2 separate regions of the Capra hircus genome follow, and region 2 is linked to region 1. Evidence: chromatin contacts called from public Hi-C data. All regions are on one chromosome and are shown on one strand. The core of a region is the stretch at or near the end of the contact, and the rest is flanking DNA. Distances in the headings are between cores, read along the strand shown. Region 1 overlaps EVL (ena/VASP-like protein). Region 2 overlaps EVL (ena/VASP-like protein).

Region 1 (7,279 bases), core at 2,643-5,142:
TGTGTGTGTGTGTGTGTGTGAACCTCTCATCACCAGGGCCAGCTGGGTGTGTGTGTGTGTGTGAGCCTGTCATCACCAGGGCCAGCTGTGTGTGTCAGCCTCTCATCATCAGGGCCAGGTGTGTGTGTGTGTGAGCCTCATCACCAGGGCCAACTGTGTGTGTGTGTGTCAGCCTCTCATCACCAGGGCCAGGTGTGTGTGTGTCAGCCTCTCATCACCAGGGCCAGCTGTGTGTGTGTGTGTCAGTCTCTCATCACCAGGGCCTGCTGTATTATCAGCCTCTCATCACCAGGGCCAGCTCTGTGTGTGTGTGTGTGTGAGTGAGAACCTCTCATCACCAGGGCCAGCTGGGTGTGTGTGTGTGTGTGAGCCTGTCATCACCAGGGCCAGCTGTGTGTGTGTGTCAGCCTCTCATCACCAGGGCCAGGTGTGTGTGTGTGTCAGCCTCTCATCACCAGGGCCAGGTGTGTGTGTGTGTGTGTGTGTGTGTGTGTGTGTGTGTGTGTGTGTGTGAGCCTCATCACCAGGGCCAGCTGTGTGTGTGTGTCAGCCTCTCATCACCAGGGCCAGGTGTGTGTGTGTGTCAGCCTCTCATCACCAGGGCCAGGTGTGTGTGTGTCAGCCTCTCATCACCAGGGCCAGGTGTGTGTGTGTGTGTCAGCCTCTCATCACCAGGGCCAGCTGTATTATCAGCCTCTTATCACCAGGGCCAGCTGTGTGTGTATGTGTGTGTGTGTGTGTGTGTGTGTGTGTGTGTGACTCATCACCAGGGCCAGCTGGGTGTGTGTGTGTGTGTGAGCCTGTCATCACCAGGGCCAGCTGTGTGTGTGTGTGTGTGTGTGTGTATCAGCCTCTCATCACCAGGGCCAGCTGTGTGTGTGTGTGTGTGTGTGTGTGAGCCTCTCATCACCAGGGCCAGCTCTGTGTGTGTGTGTGTGTGTGTGTGAGCCTCTCATCACCAGGGCCAGCTCTGTGTGTGTGTGTGTCTGTGTGTATGTGTGGTGTGATGTCTGTGTGTGTGTGGTGTGTGTGTGGCGTGTGTGTATGGTGTGGTGTGTGTGTGTATGGTGTGTGGTGTGTGTGTCTGTGTGTGTGTGGTGTGTGTGGTGTGTGTGTCTGTGTGTGTGTCTGTGTGTGTGTCTGTGTGTATGTGTGGTGTGATGTCTGTGTGTGTGTGGTGTGTGTGTGTCTGTGTGTGTGTATGGTGTGGTGTGTGTGTGTGGTGTGTGTGTCTGTGTGTGTGGTGTGTGTGTTGCTCAGGCTCCCATCTCACAGGTCCGGCTCTGTGCCAGGGAACCGTCTCCTCTCCTCTGGGCCGAGGGCACTGTATCCGTTTGGAGTTCTGTAGAGCGCAGTGCGATTATAGGGTGCAGTGTCAGCGACCCAGGCACAAACATGGTCTTCGTATCACAGTGAGTCCGCACTGGCTAACACACGGAAGTCCAGGCACGTCTCTGAGCTCGCTGCTGCGGAATAGACAGCACACCTCCAGATGTCTCTGGAAGTCATCTAGGGAGACCAGCTGTGGAGCTGTGGCGCCGCTGTGTGCGTATCTTTGGCTCTTCTCTCTCGTCCTGTCTGCTTATTTTTAGACGTGTGTCATTACCATATATATCTTGTGGGTGATTTTTTTTTTTAAGTACTTACATTTTGGCTGTGCAGCACGTGAGATCTTACTTCCCCTATCAGGAATTGAACTCGCTCCCCCTGCAGTGGAAACTCAGAGTCTTAACCACTGGACTGCCAGAGAAGTCCCTGAGTGATGATTTTTAATATAAGCAATGTCATCTTTTTATTGGAAGTAATGTCATCTTGAATTTTGCTGGTTTGGCAGTTTTGTTTGTATCTAGTCATATACATATAAGAAATTTTCAACTTAGTTTTTTAAGATGCACCTGAATAAGCTACATGAAAATAAAGTAAACCAGCACTGTTTCACAATATTTTTTTCCCTCTAAAGGGAATCTGTCGTCTGCCAAGTTTGAACCTTGCAGTAGACTGTAAGCTTGATGACTGTTGGTTGTTAATTGAGGATCACAAGTGCTAGGGTAGTGCAGTAACAGCTTAAAGAAGAGGGCCTCCAGCTTGCAGCTGGGCGAGCTGGGCAGGACAGTGGTCCCCTCAGCGAACCGCTGTTTCCTTTTCCCATCCTGAATGGAGAAGACCTTACAGAAATGACTTCTAGCAGCAGTTCTCATTTCTTCTGGTGTAAGTGGGACTTCCGTGGTGGTGTAGTGGCTGAGATTCTGCGTTCACAATGCAGGGCGCCTGGGTTCAATCTCTGATCAGGGAACTAGATCCCAGACACCACGTGCAGCTAAGACCCGGCACAGCCAAATAAATATATTTTTTAAATGCAGTTATATTGAATGTGGAGAATTTGAAAACATAGAAAGTATAAAGAAGACAGTAAGAATCAGCACTGATCCTACTATTTGAAGGAAGGATAACCCATTAAACACGGGGTATAGTTCCTTTATCTTTTCCATGTGTGAGAGTGACGTTTTCACAAAATTGATAGTGTACTGTGTATTTGTATTGGGCATTTCTGCAGTCAACATTTATGCATTTCCCCTTTTTAATGAATGTTCTTTGAAAACATGTAAAATGGCTGAATAACAGTGTTTCAGATGATATACCATAATTTATTTACCAGTACCCCAAGTTTGGGACAGTTGGCTTCTTTTTAGAATGTCATCATTGTGAACAACATGATAATGACTGCGTGTTCAGTCTTAGAGTGCATCTCTGACTATTTCCTCAGAATAAGGTAGCAAAATAGTATCACTGGCACCAAAATCTGTTGACATATATATCAGGATGTAAACTTTAAGCAGGAAAGAGAGAAAGATGATGTTGATTAAAGGAAGTTTATATTCCTGGTCTTAACTTGGAGGTTCCTCTCCCCAGAAGTTTGAGGATTAGAATAGGAATTAGAAATAAATGGTGTGGTTGCATCTGTTCGCCAGTGGGGGGAGCCCTGGTCCCGAGTCCCCTGAAACAACTGTGTATGAAGATGGATTATCTGTCTTTGTCTTTAAGGCTGTGTGAAAGACGTCTATTCTTGGGTTTGGACTTAAAGTAGGAATGTGAATGAACTTTTTTAAAATATTGATTTAGGCCACCTTTTGTCCCTCGTATTCTAAGCAGCCTGGGTTTTAGAGTCTAATAGACCTGGATTCTGCCCCAGAGCCACTCTTTACCAGCTGACTAACTTGGTGCAAATTGCTTAACCTTTATGACCCTCCACTTTTCTCAACTATAAATGAGGATAATTCTCCTTCCTTCTTAGGTTTGCAAGGCTCAAACAAGAATACATAAAAAGTTCTCAGTGTATGATGTTCAATAAAAGTTAGCTGTTTACCTCCCCCAGCTCACCTTGTTATGTCTGTGAGGAAGATAAATCCTGGACGATCTGGGACAGTTTTCTGATTTCAGATTTTCTGCCCTTTTGTCAGATTGCTGCCTAACTTATCTACCATAGGTGATGATTTTTTGCTTTAGAAACTACAGTTGCTATTGATACTTTAGCTTCTAAAAATGATTCAGGGACATTCTCTATAAAAGACACAAAATATAACTACTGGAATAAAGACAAAACAGGCATGTTATTTTGGGGTAGAGAAGATGATTGTACTAAGAAAATTTAGATGCAGAAATAGTTACTGCAGTTGAGCAGTTGACTGTGGAATTGACAGACGTGGTGGCAGAAAGCACAGTGGGAGCCACTGGGACGCGTGTCCTGAGTGTCTCAGAGATGGACACTGTCCCTTACAGGGGCTGGCTCGGGGAACCTCTTACCTTCTGCAGCCTTCCCCTTGTCACACATTTTTCCTGGGTGCGCGCCCTCTGCAGCTTCCGGCACCTCACACTCTGGGCGCTGTGCTCCATCCTGGGCTCTCTGTGGAGCTGTGTTGCCGGGGTCCAGCCCCTGCGGATGTAGGGTAATTTGAAGATGGGGACGGAATCGGCATCCTAGGAAAAAACTTATTTAATTACAGATATAGAGAGATTAGAAACGGATAGTGTAGTAGGAAAATTAGTGGAGAAAAACAGGCTGAATAACTTGGTTTCCGTGGAATACCAATCACCACCTACGTAGGCCACAGACATCTTTCCGTTCTCCCAAAGGAGAGGAGGCACTGAGGCCTCCCCGGTCCGATCTTAGAAGCCCAGGCAAAGTTAGCAGGCTTGGTGAGTACCCACGTACCAGATGGGAATTCAGCCAGAAAGACAGAGAGCAAGAAAGAAGCGACATGGGGGAATCAGTCTTTCCAGAAACTGATCCCATTTCTTTATTTTTCAGGTTTGCTTATATACTTTTTGTTATACATAGGGATGAATACAGAGTCACGCGGCAGTCAGCAGTCCTGACCTTTATCAAAATCAGGTGCTTCACACAAATGTATAAACAAAGGTCTTAGGGGTTTTACATCATCTTCTGGCCATGAGGCCTGCTGACATTTTATGATCCTTTCTTTCTGATAACCAAAAAACTTATTTTTCCAAGGGTGTTTTTTTCTTAAACCAGGCACCACCCTCTAAATAAAGTTGTATTCCTATAGGGTGAGGGTGTAGTGGGGTACAACTAAGACAGGAATTTATTTAACCTAAGGTTAACATGATCAATCTTAAAGGTTAATACTTACTTCTCCTATATGCTAGTTATATTCATTATAAGGGCAGGGAATATGGAGATTAAGCAGCGAACATCAGCCCAATGAATGAAAACCCTTCACCAATATTCCCCTTAAGATCTATTTAGTCTTAAGATAGTGATAAAGTTACATTTTTGCATAGCAAGGACACTGATTTATAACAAAGTACAGTGATCTATAACAAAAGAGAAAATTCATTAACTCAAAAGGTCTAGTATTGCTAACATCAAAAACTACTATATTTCCTTTTCTATATTCCAAGTACATTAATATATTCCCAGGTGCCTAAGGATATGGAGGCCTGGCGGCAATAATTGACTCCACAATGAGAAAAGCCCTATGCTAATTAAGACTTTCAAGATACTCCGAACTCTCTGTGCTGTTTAAGGTTGAGAGGTAGTAAACAATCATGTGGAGTATGGATAATCCTGTCACATAAGCTGGTTTGCCTGCAGAGAGGTTTGACCTGAGACACCCTTGTCACACCCAGGGCAGGGAATTAGCAGCAATTATTGGCACAACAAATGAAAAACCCTTCACCAATATAATTCCTAACCAACCCACTATACTAATAATTTCTAGCTTCCCAAAAGAATCTGCCTTTAGTAAGTCTAAAACATCTTGTCCCTCTCATGATTCAGTTCAGTTCAATTCAGTCACTCAGTCGTGTCCAACTCTTTGTGACCCCATGAGCCGCAGCACGCGAGGCCTCCCTGTCCATCACCAACTCCCGGAGTTCACTCAGACTCACGTCCATCGAGTCCGTGATACCAACCAGCCATCTCATCCTCTGTCGTCCCCTTCTTCTCCTGCCCCCAATCCCTCCCAGCATCAGGGTCTTTTCCAATGAGTCAGCTCTTCACATGAGGTGGCCGAAGTACTGGAGCTTCAGCTTTAGCATCATTCCTTCCGAAGAAATCCCAGGGTTGATCTCCTTGGAGTCCAAGGAACTCTCAAGAGTCTTCTCCAACATCACAGCTCAAAAGCATCAATTCTTCGGCCCTCAGCCTTCTTCACAGTCCAACTCTCACATCCATACGTGACCACAGGAAAAACCATAGCCTTGACTAGACGGACCTTAGTCGGCAAAGTAATGTCTCTGCTTTTGAATATGCTATCTAGGTTGGTCATAACTTTTCTTCCAAGGAGTAAGCGTCTTTTAATTTCATGGCTACAGTCACCATCTGCAGTGATTTTGGAGCCCCCAAAAATAAAGTCTGACACTGTTTCCACTGTTTCCCCATCTATTTGCCATGAAGTGATGGGACCGGATGCCATGATCTTCGTTTTCTGAATGTTGAGCTTTAAGCCAACTTTTTCACTCTCCTCTTTCACTTTCATCAAGAGGCTTTTTAGCTCCTCTTCACTTTCTGCCATAAGGGTGGTGTCATCTGCATATCTGAGGTTATTGATATTTCTCCCGGCAATCTTGATTCCAGCTTGTGTTTCTTCCAGTCCAGCATTTCTCATGATGTATTCTGCATAGAAGTTAAATAAGCGAGGTGACAATATACAGCCTTGATGTACTCCTTTTCCTATTTGGAACCAGTCTGTTGTTCCATGTCCAGTTCTAATTGTTGCTTCCTGACCTGCATACAGGTTTCTCAGGAGGCAGGTCAGGTGGTCTGGTATTCCCATCTCTTTCAGAATTTTCCACAGTTTATTGTGGTCCACACAGTCAAAGGCTTTAGCATAGTCAATAAAGCAGAAATAGATGTTTTTCTGGAACTCTCTTGCTTTTTCCATGATCCAGTGGATGTTGGCAATTTGATCTCTGGTTCCTCTGCCTTTTCTAAAACCAGCTTGAACATCAGGGAGTTCACGGTTCACGTATTGCTGAAGCCTGGCCTGGAGAATTTTGAGCATTACTTTACTAGCATGTGAGATGAGTGCAATTGTGCGGTAGTTTGAGCATTCTTTGGCATTGCCTTTCTTTGGGATTGGAATGAAAACTGATCTTTTCCAGTCCTGTGGCCACTGCTGAGTTTTCCAAATTTGCTGGCATATTGAGTGCAGCACTTTCACAGCATCATCTTTCAGGATTTGAAACAGCTCAACTGGAATTCCATCACCTCCACTAGCTTTGTTCGTAGTGATGCTTTCTAAGGCCCACTTGACTTTACATTCCAGGATGTCTGGCTCTAGATGAGTGATCACATCATCATGATTATCTGGGTCAGGAAGATCTTTTTTGTACAGTTCTTCTGTGTATTCTTGCCATCTCTTCTTAATATCTTATGCTTGTGTTAGGTCCATACCATTTCTGTCCTTTATTGAGCCCATCTTTGTATGAAATGTTCCCTTGGTATCTCTAATTTTCTTCAAGAGATCTCTGGTCTTTTCCATTCTGTTGTTTTCCTCTATTTCTTTGCATTGATCACTGAAGAGGCTTTCTTATCTCTTGCTATTCTTTGGAACTCTGCATTCAGAACTCTCTTGATTGGGAGGCTGTAAACAATCACATGTGGCTGGATGAACCTGTACTGGCAGGCTAGATAACCTTCAGAGGAGTTCGTAAGTTGAAACACCCTTGTCACGCCCAAGAATTTTTATTGACTTGGAGCTGTAAGTTAACACCTTCTCAGAGAGAGGTAATGGGGGTCAGCCCCCCATAAAGTCAG
Region 2 (7,279 bases), core at 2,981-5,480, 99 kb after region 1:
AATAGATCTTTTCAAGTAGAAAATACCAGATGTTTCAATGACCATGTCCATTGATCCAGAAATTCTGTTTATAGGAATGTTCACACTGATATATCCACAAGGATATTCAGTCCAGCATAATTTATAATATTTTCATTTTACATATGAAGAAGGTAACGTCAGTAACTTTTCCAAGGTTAAAAGACCCTGTTGCTGGGAAAGATTGAGGGCAGGAGAAGGAGACGACAGAGGATGAGATGGTTGGATGGCATCACCGACACAATGGACATGGGTTTGGGTGGACTCTGGGAGTTGGTGATGGACAGAGAGGCCTGGCGTACTTAGGTTCATGGGGTCGCAAAGAGTCGGACACGATTGAGCAACTGAAGTGAACTGAACTAGATATTCCCTCTGGTCTCTGAGTTCCTTAAGCCAGTATTTTTGGCCACACTGTTCCTATATTCAGGAGGCATCCACCACCCCCAATTTCCACTGCCTCTAAGTCCCCCTCCAAGAACGTAGACAACCAGAGATTTTAAACCATAGGTTCTAAATCTCACTTCCCCACGTCCTCCCCTTGGGTACCTGATAGGTACACTGAAGAGTCTTTTTTTTTTTTTTTTTAAATCTGCTTCAGTATCCCACAGCCATTCTTGATACGATGTGGTTTCCAGACCTCCTTCCATTTAAAACGTGGCCCTCTGTGTCCACTAACAGTGCAGCACCAAAGCCGCTTGAGCACAGGCTTTCTGGGATGGACTTGCCTGTGTGGAGAGGGTGAGGATCCTGTCTCCCTCGTGCTGGCCACTGCGCTGCGATTAACGTGCCCTCTGAAGAGCCGTGTTAACCACAGGTCACTGTGCTTGTTATCATGCGTGTAACCGCAGAACCTCCAGCCCTTTTTCTGATGATCTAAAGCTGAACCCAGAGAGAGAACCACCCTAGGAACCTGGGTATAGAGGTTGGCCCGCGCTGCACTGTCAGTGTGTAACAACTAAGTTATGTTTCCTTAGCTCATTTAGTACACATGCCTCTCTCGAACCCTCTCTCTCTCTTGCTCACCCTGTCTTTCCGCTGTAGGACAACCCAGCCTGCCTTCCACGTGGCTAAGGCTTAGAGGAAAACGGTATCGCCCACTGTGCTCTGGCCTTGCTTTACCCAGCAGCACAGCAGCGTGGGGCAATAAACCTGAGCTCTCATCTCAGCGCCCCAGCAACGTGCAGGGTGTCCCTTCACATCTCTGAATCCTCCTGAGCTCACCTCCCTGACCAGAGGCAGGCTTCCCTTGTGGCTTAGCAGGTAAAGAATCCGCCTGCAATGCTGGAGACCTGGGTTCGATCCCTGGGTTGGGAAGATCCCCTGGAGAAGGGAAAGGCTGCCCACTGCAGTATTCCGGCCTGGAGAATCCTGCAGAGCTGGGCACGACTGAGCGACAGTAGACTGAGCTGCCTCCAGTCTCAGATCACAGACCCTGGAGCCTCACAGCCAAAGGAGAGCTGAGAACCCATCTCGTACCCCTCCTAAAGTGGGATCCTTTCCATCGCGTCACTGACAGCGGGCCATCCAGCCTCATCCAGACGCCACTTGCATACTTCCATCTCTAAGGACTGAATATTTCTCAGTTAACGCTTGCTGTGTGGTAGCAGCTGTGTTAAGCGGCTTCATGTGCATAATTGCCCCCCATCTCCTACGGCCCTCCTTTGGCAACCATCCATCTGTTCTCTGTATCCATGAGAACGTACGAGATACAGCGTATGGTATTTGTCTTTCTCTGACTTCTTTTCCTTAGCATAATGCCCGTGAGACCCATCCATGTTGTCATAAATGGCGAGGTTTCTTTCTTTCTATGGCTAAATAATATTTCATTGTGTATACAGTATACCACAGTTCCGCATCTGTCCACGTGTCAGTGGACGCTTGGGTTATTCGGTATCTTGGCTAGTTTTAAATGCTGCTCCCGTGAACGAGGGGCACGTCTGTGTGTTTGACTTGGTGGTGGCGGCTTGGTCGCTAAGTCGTGTCCGACTCTTGTGACTCCATGGATTGTAGCCACCAGGCTCCTCTGTCCATGGCATTTCCCAGGTGAGAATAGTATTTTCGTTTTCTTGGGGTAAATACCCAAAAGCGAAATTGCAGGATCATGTAATAGTTCTATTTTTAACTTTCTGAGGAACCTCTGTGCTGCCTTCTAATAGTGGCTGTACCAATTGCATTCCTACCAACAGTGCACAAGGCTTCCTTCTGCTCCGCATCCTCGCCAAACTTTATTTCTTATCTTTTAGATGATAGCCATTCTGACGTGTGTGAGATGATAACCCCTTGTGGTTTTGATTTGTATTTCCTTGATCACTGCTAGTGTTTAACATCTTTTTATGTATCTGTTAGCCATATTAGTCCCTTATCAGATATATGAGTTGAATCACTTACTCCCACTCAGCAGATTGCTTTCTCATTCTGTCGATGGCGTCCTTTGCGTGTAGCTTTTTAGTTTGATATAGTCCCACTTGTTTTGCTTTGCTTTTGTTGCTCTTGTTTTTGGTATCAGATTCAAAAAAATCACCATCAAGACCCGAGTCAAGGAGCTTATCACTTAGATTCTCTTCTAGGAGCTTTATGGTTTCAGATCACAAGAATATGGAGATTAAACAACATGCTGCTAAGGTGGATTGAAGGACAGATGGAGAGAGACTTAAATGCCTGGACACAAGCAGAAATGGGAGCATAACCTAACCGAACTTGTGAGATGCAGCAGAGGCAGTTCTCAGTGCTACTGCTAAGTTCTTAGCGGTAGAGGCCTCCCTCAAGAAGCAAGGAAAGTCTCAAACAGCCTCGCTCTACACTCAGGGCACCGGGAAAAGATGAGCAAAACAAGCCCGAAGTTAGTAGAATGAAGGGAGCGACGATGATTAGAGCAGAAAGAGAGACTGAAAAGACCATAGAGAAGAGCAGTGAGACTAAGAACTGGTTCTTTCAAAAGATAAAACTGACCAGCCTTTAGCCAGACTCACCAAAGAGAAAGAGAGAGGACTCTGTGTTCAGGTTAGAATGTCCATACTTACTCAGAGCAGTCAAGAGACTCAGTGCAATCCTTATCAGAATTCCAATGGCATTTTCCATAGGACTAGCACGATAATACTACAGTTTATACGGAACCACAGAAGACCCCCATGGCGAAAGCGATCTTGAGAAACAACAACAAAGCTGGAGGCATCACATGCCCTCATTTCAAACTATATTACAAAACTGTAGTAATTTAAACAGCATGATTGTCATTAAAGCAGAAATCAGTGGAGCAGAATAGAGAACCTGGTCATAAACCCACGCAGGTACGGTTTATTAGTTTATGACAAAAGGAGTCAAGAACATACAGCGGGGAAAGGGCATCCTGTTCAATAAACGGTGCTGAGAAAGCTGAATAGCCACATGGGAAAGAGTGAGGAGTCGTCCTTTTAACTAACAACCCTTTGGTTAACGCATTCTAGACTCTGCAGAGAGCTACGGGAGCATAAATACGAATTAGAAAAGACTCGCCCTTAAGAATCTTTATATCTAGAAGTCTTGATGAGATATGTGTCACACTGTGACCTCTGCAGTAACCCCATTAGGTCGGTGGAGCCAGGATGACTATCCCCGTTTCACAGCTGGAGAAACTGAGCCCCAGGGTGCTGCCTGGGGTGACAGGGCCAGGACCCGGGAACCCGACTCCCAGCTTAGGCCGTGACCACACAGCTTTATCAGTTAAATGAAGTAACTGGTTTTCAGACCCTCGCTGTTCCGCTGGTCCTGTTGAAGAGCTGCCTGGCCAAGCTACCTCTTCTTCTGATGCATCCACATCTCCCTGTCTCCTGGTAGCCCCAGGGACACGGTGTCCTTGCCCCAGAGTCCTTGCCCCGGAGCAGCTCTCTCCAGCTCACTTACCTTTTATTTATTTACGTGTATTTCTCTCTCTTTTCCCTTTCAGGTTGTGATCAATTATTCAATCGTGAAAGGGCTGAAGTACAATCAGGCAACGCCAACCTTCCACCAGTGGCGAGATGCCCGCCAGGTCTACGGTTTAAACTTTGCAAGTAAGGAAGAGGCAACCACGTTCTCCAATGCCATGCTGTTTGCCCTGAACATCATGAATTCCCAGGAAGGCGGTAAGTGGGGCTTTGTCTGGCCTGGCGCCCAGACCCTCCCTCCCCTCCCTCCGCCCTTCCATGGCTCTGGCTCCCGGGGCGTCCTCGACTGCAGCTGTGCTGAGCTGACGTCTGTTGGATTCACAGAGAAAACTGCTGCCTAACTCTAGATAGAAAGCACTATTAGCAGTTTGAGCGAGAAGAGAGACCTTGGCATCGTTTCCGCCCTTTGTGAGCTGGAGAGAGCTGTACTGTGTGCCTGAAATGGGGCGTCCAGATGTGTGTTGCCTGTGTCGTCCTTCTTTCCACATTCTCAGCACATATTTGGCAGAGTTTGGAGGGAACAAACAAAACTGTATTCTTGGATTCAGTTATTCCCAAGTTTAACATACTGTTCCTGAACACTTCTGCGTGTTGCAAACTGTCTGGGGCAAAATAGGTCAGAAGTGAATCGATGGAGCCCATTGACTCATGGCATTTGGTATCCAAGAGTAGAAGGATGGGCCTGTGAACCGCTAGTGATAACGTGTTACGATAAGGGCTTTGATAGGGTGTGAGCAGGGCAGGGCCTTCAGGAGCATGGAAAGGAAAAGGAGGGACTGCCCAGCTGGACTTCAAGCGGTGGCAACACTTGAGCTGGAGTTTTGACCGGCAGGGAGCTCATAAGATGGGGGAGTGGGCATCCCAGATAGAGGAAACGGCAGATACAAAGGCTCCGGGGCCTGAAAGCCCAACCTGTGCGTGGAGGAGAGCGTGCAGTGTCTCTGGGGCCCACCGTGCCAAAGGAAGGAGGCTGGACGTGGACCTGGAAGGTGGCAGGGATCGCACAAGGAGAGGCTTCAGCTAACCTGGGAGACTCGGGGTGTGGACAGCGGGGTGGGGGCGGAGAGAGGGGCCAGCAGGAGCGTCTGCAGGGCGGGCAAAGCAGAGACGCAAAAGCACACGTGGCTCTTCGGGCAGTCTGCAGCGTCCGCTTCCGCGGAAGGACGGGGCCTTCCAGGGTGTCAGCATCTTGGAGGCCAGCGACGTCCAGCGCTTGGCTGGAGGACTCAGCCTCGGTGGGCATGGCGGCATGGGGCTGGGCCCGGGGCGCCCTGCTGGCCTTGAGTCCAGCACACATCACTTAGTCTCTCTGTGTCTGGGTTTCTTTTCTGTAAGGTGGGTGAGGAGTTGCTTTTATGTGTGTGTGCTCAGAACCTTCGGTCGTGTCTCTTTGCGACCCCAGGGACTGTAGTCCGCCAGGCTCCTCTGTCCATGGGATTCTCCAGGCAAGAAAATGAGTGGGTTCCCATTTCCTCCTCCAGGGGATCTTCCCAACTCAGGGATTGAACCCTTGTCTCTGGCATCTCCTGCATTGCAGGCAGATTCTTTACCCACTGAGCAACCTGGGAAGCCTGATTCTATGTTTAAATGAATTCAAATATAAGATGTTAGTGGGCCGCCTGGCATGTGTTAATCTCCCAGTATCACTATTTGTGAGTATCGTTTCTGGCATTGCTGCTGCTGCTGCTGCCAGAATTAAGGCAGGAAGTGGGGAGCCATGGTACTTAGAAGCTGCAGGGAGATGCCTTTTAAATAACTGTTTTGCCTTATAGATCCAAGCTTTGAGACCTAACTTAAACCCTCAGAGAAGTTTGTTTGTCTTTTTTTTTTAAATAGTGAACGTGTTTAGAGGATGCTTCCTGCAGGTCATACGCAGAACCAGCACTTATAGAGTTCTTTCCCCACTGTGAAAAGACTGCAAGGTTTGTGGATCCTCTGCTGAGAACCGGGGGCTGCATGGTGAGGGACCACAGCGTTGCTGAGTGAGGAGTGCAGCGCCTGAAACATTGGAGGCCCCAAATAAACATTCATTAAACTGTCTTTTTTCCACCCAAGAGCCTTGAGCCTCAAGGAAGGAGCTGAGTTTAAGGTTTCCGATCTTAGCGGCCTCACTTGCCCCAGGACTAGCTTTATTTTATCTATATATATAGATACATTAAGGTGGGGAAAAGGTTTTCATTTAATCAGATGGCTGGCTCAAAGCAACTACTATTGACTTTATTAACCTCATGGTAGAATCACAAAGAAATCAGCTAATCTGAGCCTCATTTTCAGATAGAGATCTGTGACCAGTATAAAAAAATAACTGTTGTCAGGTAGTAAGTCACCTTGGAACCCCAGTCCCCCTGGGTGGAACGCCGTCCTTGCCGGGGTGGGTGGGTATGTGCTCACGTTGATGGGGGCCTGACCTGAGACTCTGCCTGTGAGTAGTCGTCCCTCCTGGCTCACTGGCCTTTGGAGGCCGAGAGCTGGGCCCCTGCGGACAGAGCCTGCTGTACCTTACAGACGCCTGAAGCGTGAGCTCCATGAGCTTGTACAAAGGCATCTGTGGGACCCCGACAGAGACCACACCCGTCCACCCCTCCCAGCCCAACCAGGGCTTCAGGTTCTGTGACAACAGAGCACCTTTACCTGTGTTTGAACTTAATGTAAATGGATCGTACAGTGCGGACGTCGGGGTCTGATTCTTGTCTTTGACCTCATATCTGAGGCACCCGCCCTCTGACCCATGTGTGTCCGCGGCCAGCCCTGTCCCTGTGGAGCGTGCTCCGGGATGTGGCTGTGCCTCTCTGCCCAGTCGTGCAGCCCCTGGAGCCCGGGCAGGACCCAGGCAGCCTCCCGCTGCAGATAATTGCGACGTTACTATCAAATGCCCTGCATTGGGAAGTGCTGTTCCGCCGTCCTCGGTGGGTGCCGTTCGCAGTGCAGCGGACCCTTGAACAGCACAGTTCTGAACTGGGTGTCCACTGACGCGCGGCTGCTTTTCCAGGAGTACATCTCCGGCTCTGCGTGATCCGCGGCTGGTCCTTCTGCAGGTGTGGAGCCGACTGTGTGGTTACACGCAGGTTCTGACCTCTGCAGACCAGAGCCCGACCCCCATTGTGCTCAGGGGTCAGCCGTGGTGAGAAAAGCGTATGCTTGGAGGCCCCAAGGTCTTGTATCGAGTCTTCACTCTACCACCTGTGGCCCTCGGATAATAAACCCTACTTCCTAGGACTGACATGACGATTCAGTGTAAGTGTTTATAAAGCACTTAGCATGGAGTGCCTCATATGTGATAAGAGTGAATAATACTGATTCTTCTTTCCACCTCCGGTCTTGCTGAATTTGCTTGTCTTTAGGTTTCCGCATCCTTGTTT

What was found. A called contact is a pair of places that touch in the nucleus more often than the background predicts.
Region 2: a Hi-C map of blood shows a contact between it and region 1, with 3 times the contacts expected there. The contact joins two enhancer-like sites. A contact is called at or near these places in 2 of 5 Hi-C or Micro-C datasets (both in blood).

Annotation. Positions count from the first base shown.
Region 1 is chr21:64,226,174-64,233,452 of ARS1.2, forward strand. The region is part of intron 1 of EVL (ena/VASP-like protein); the gene reads left to right. Among named protein-coding and RNA genes, the nearest start is that of EVL, 10 kb to the left of the region's middle. Within about 2 kb of position 3,893, at least 1 of the 5 cell types and tissues checked has an H3K27ac peak or open chromatin away from gene starts, as enhancers often do.
Region 2 is chr21:64,324,986-64,332,264 of ARS1.2, forward strand. It overlaps EVL (ena/VASP-like protein), which reads left to right. Exons shown (of 11, transcript XM_018066034.1): 3 at 3,941-4,118. Among named protein-coding and RNA genes, the nearest start is that of MIR342, 7.0 kb to the right of the region's middle. Within about 2 kb of position 4,231, at least 2 of the 5 cell types and tissues checked have an H3K27ac peak or open chromatin away from gene starts, as enhancers often do.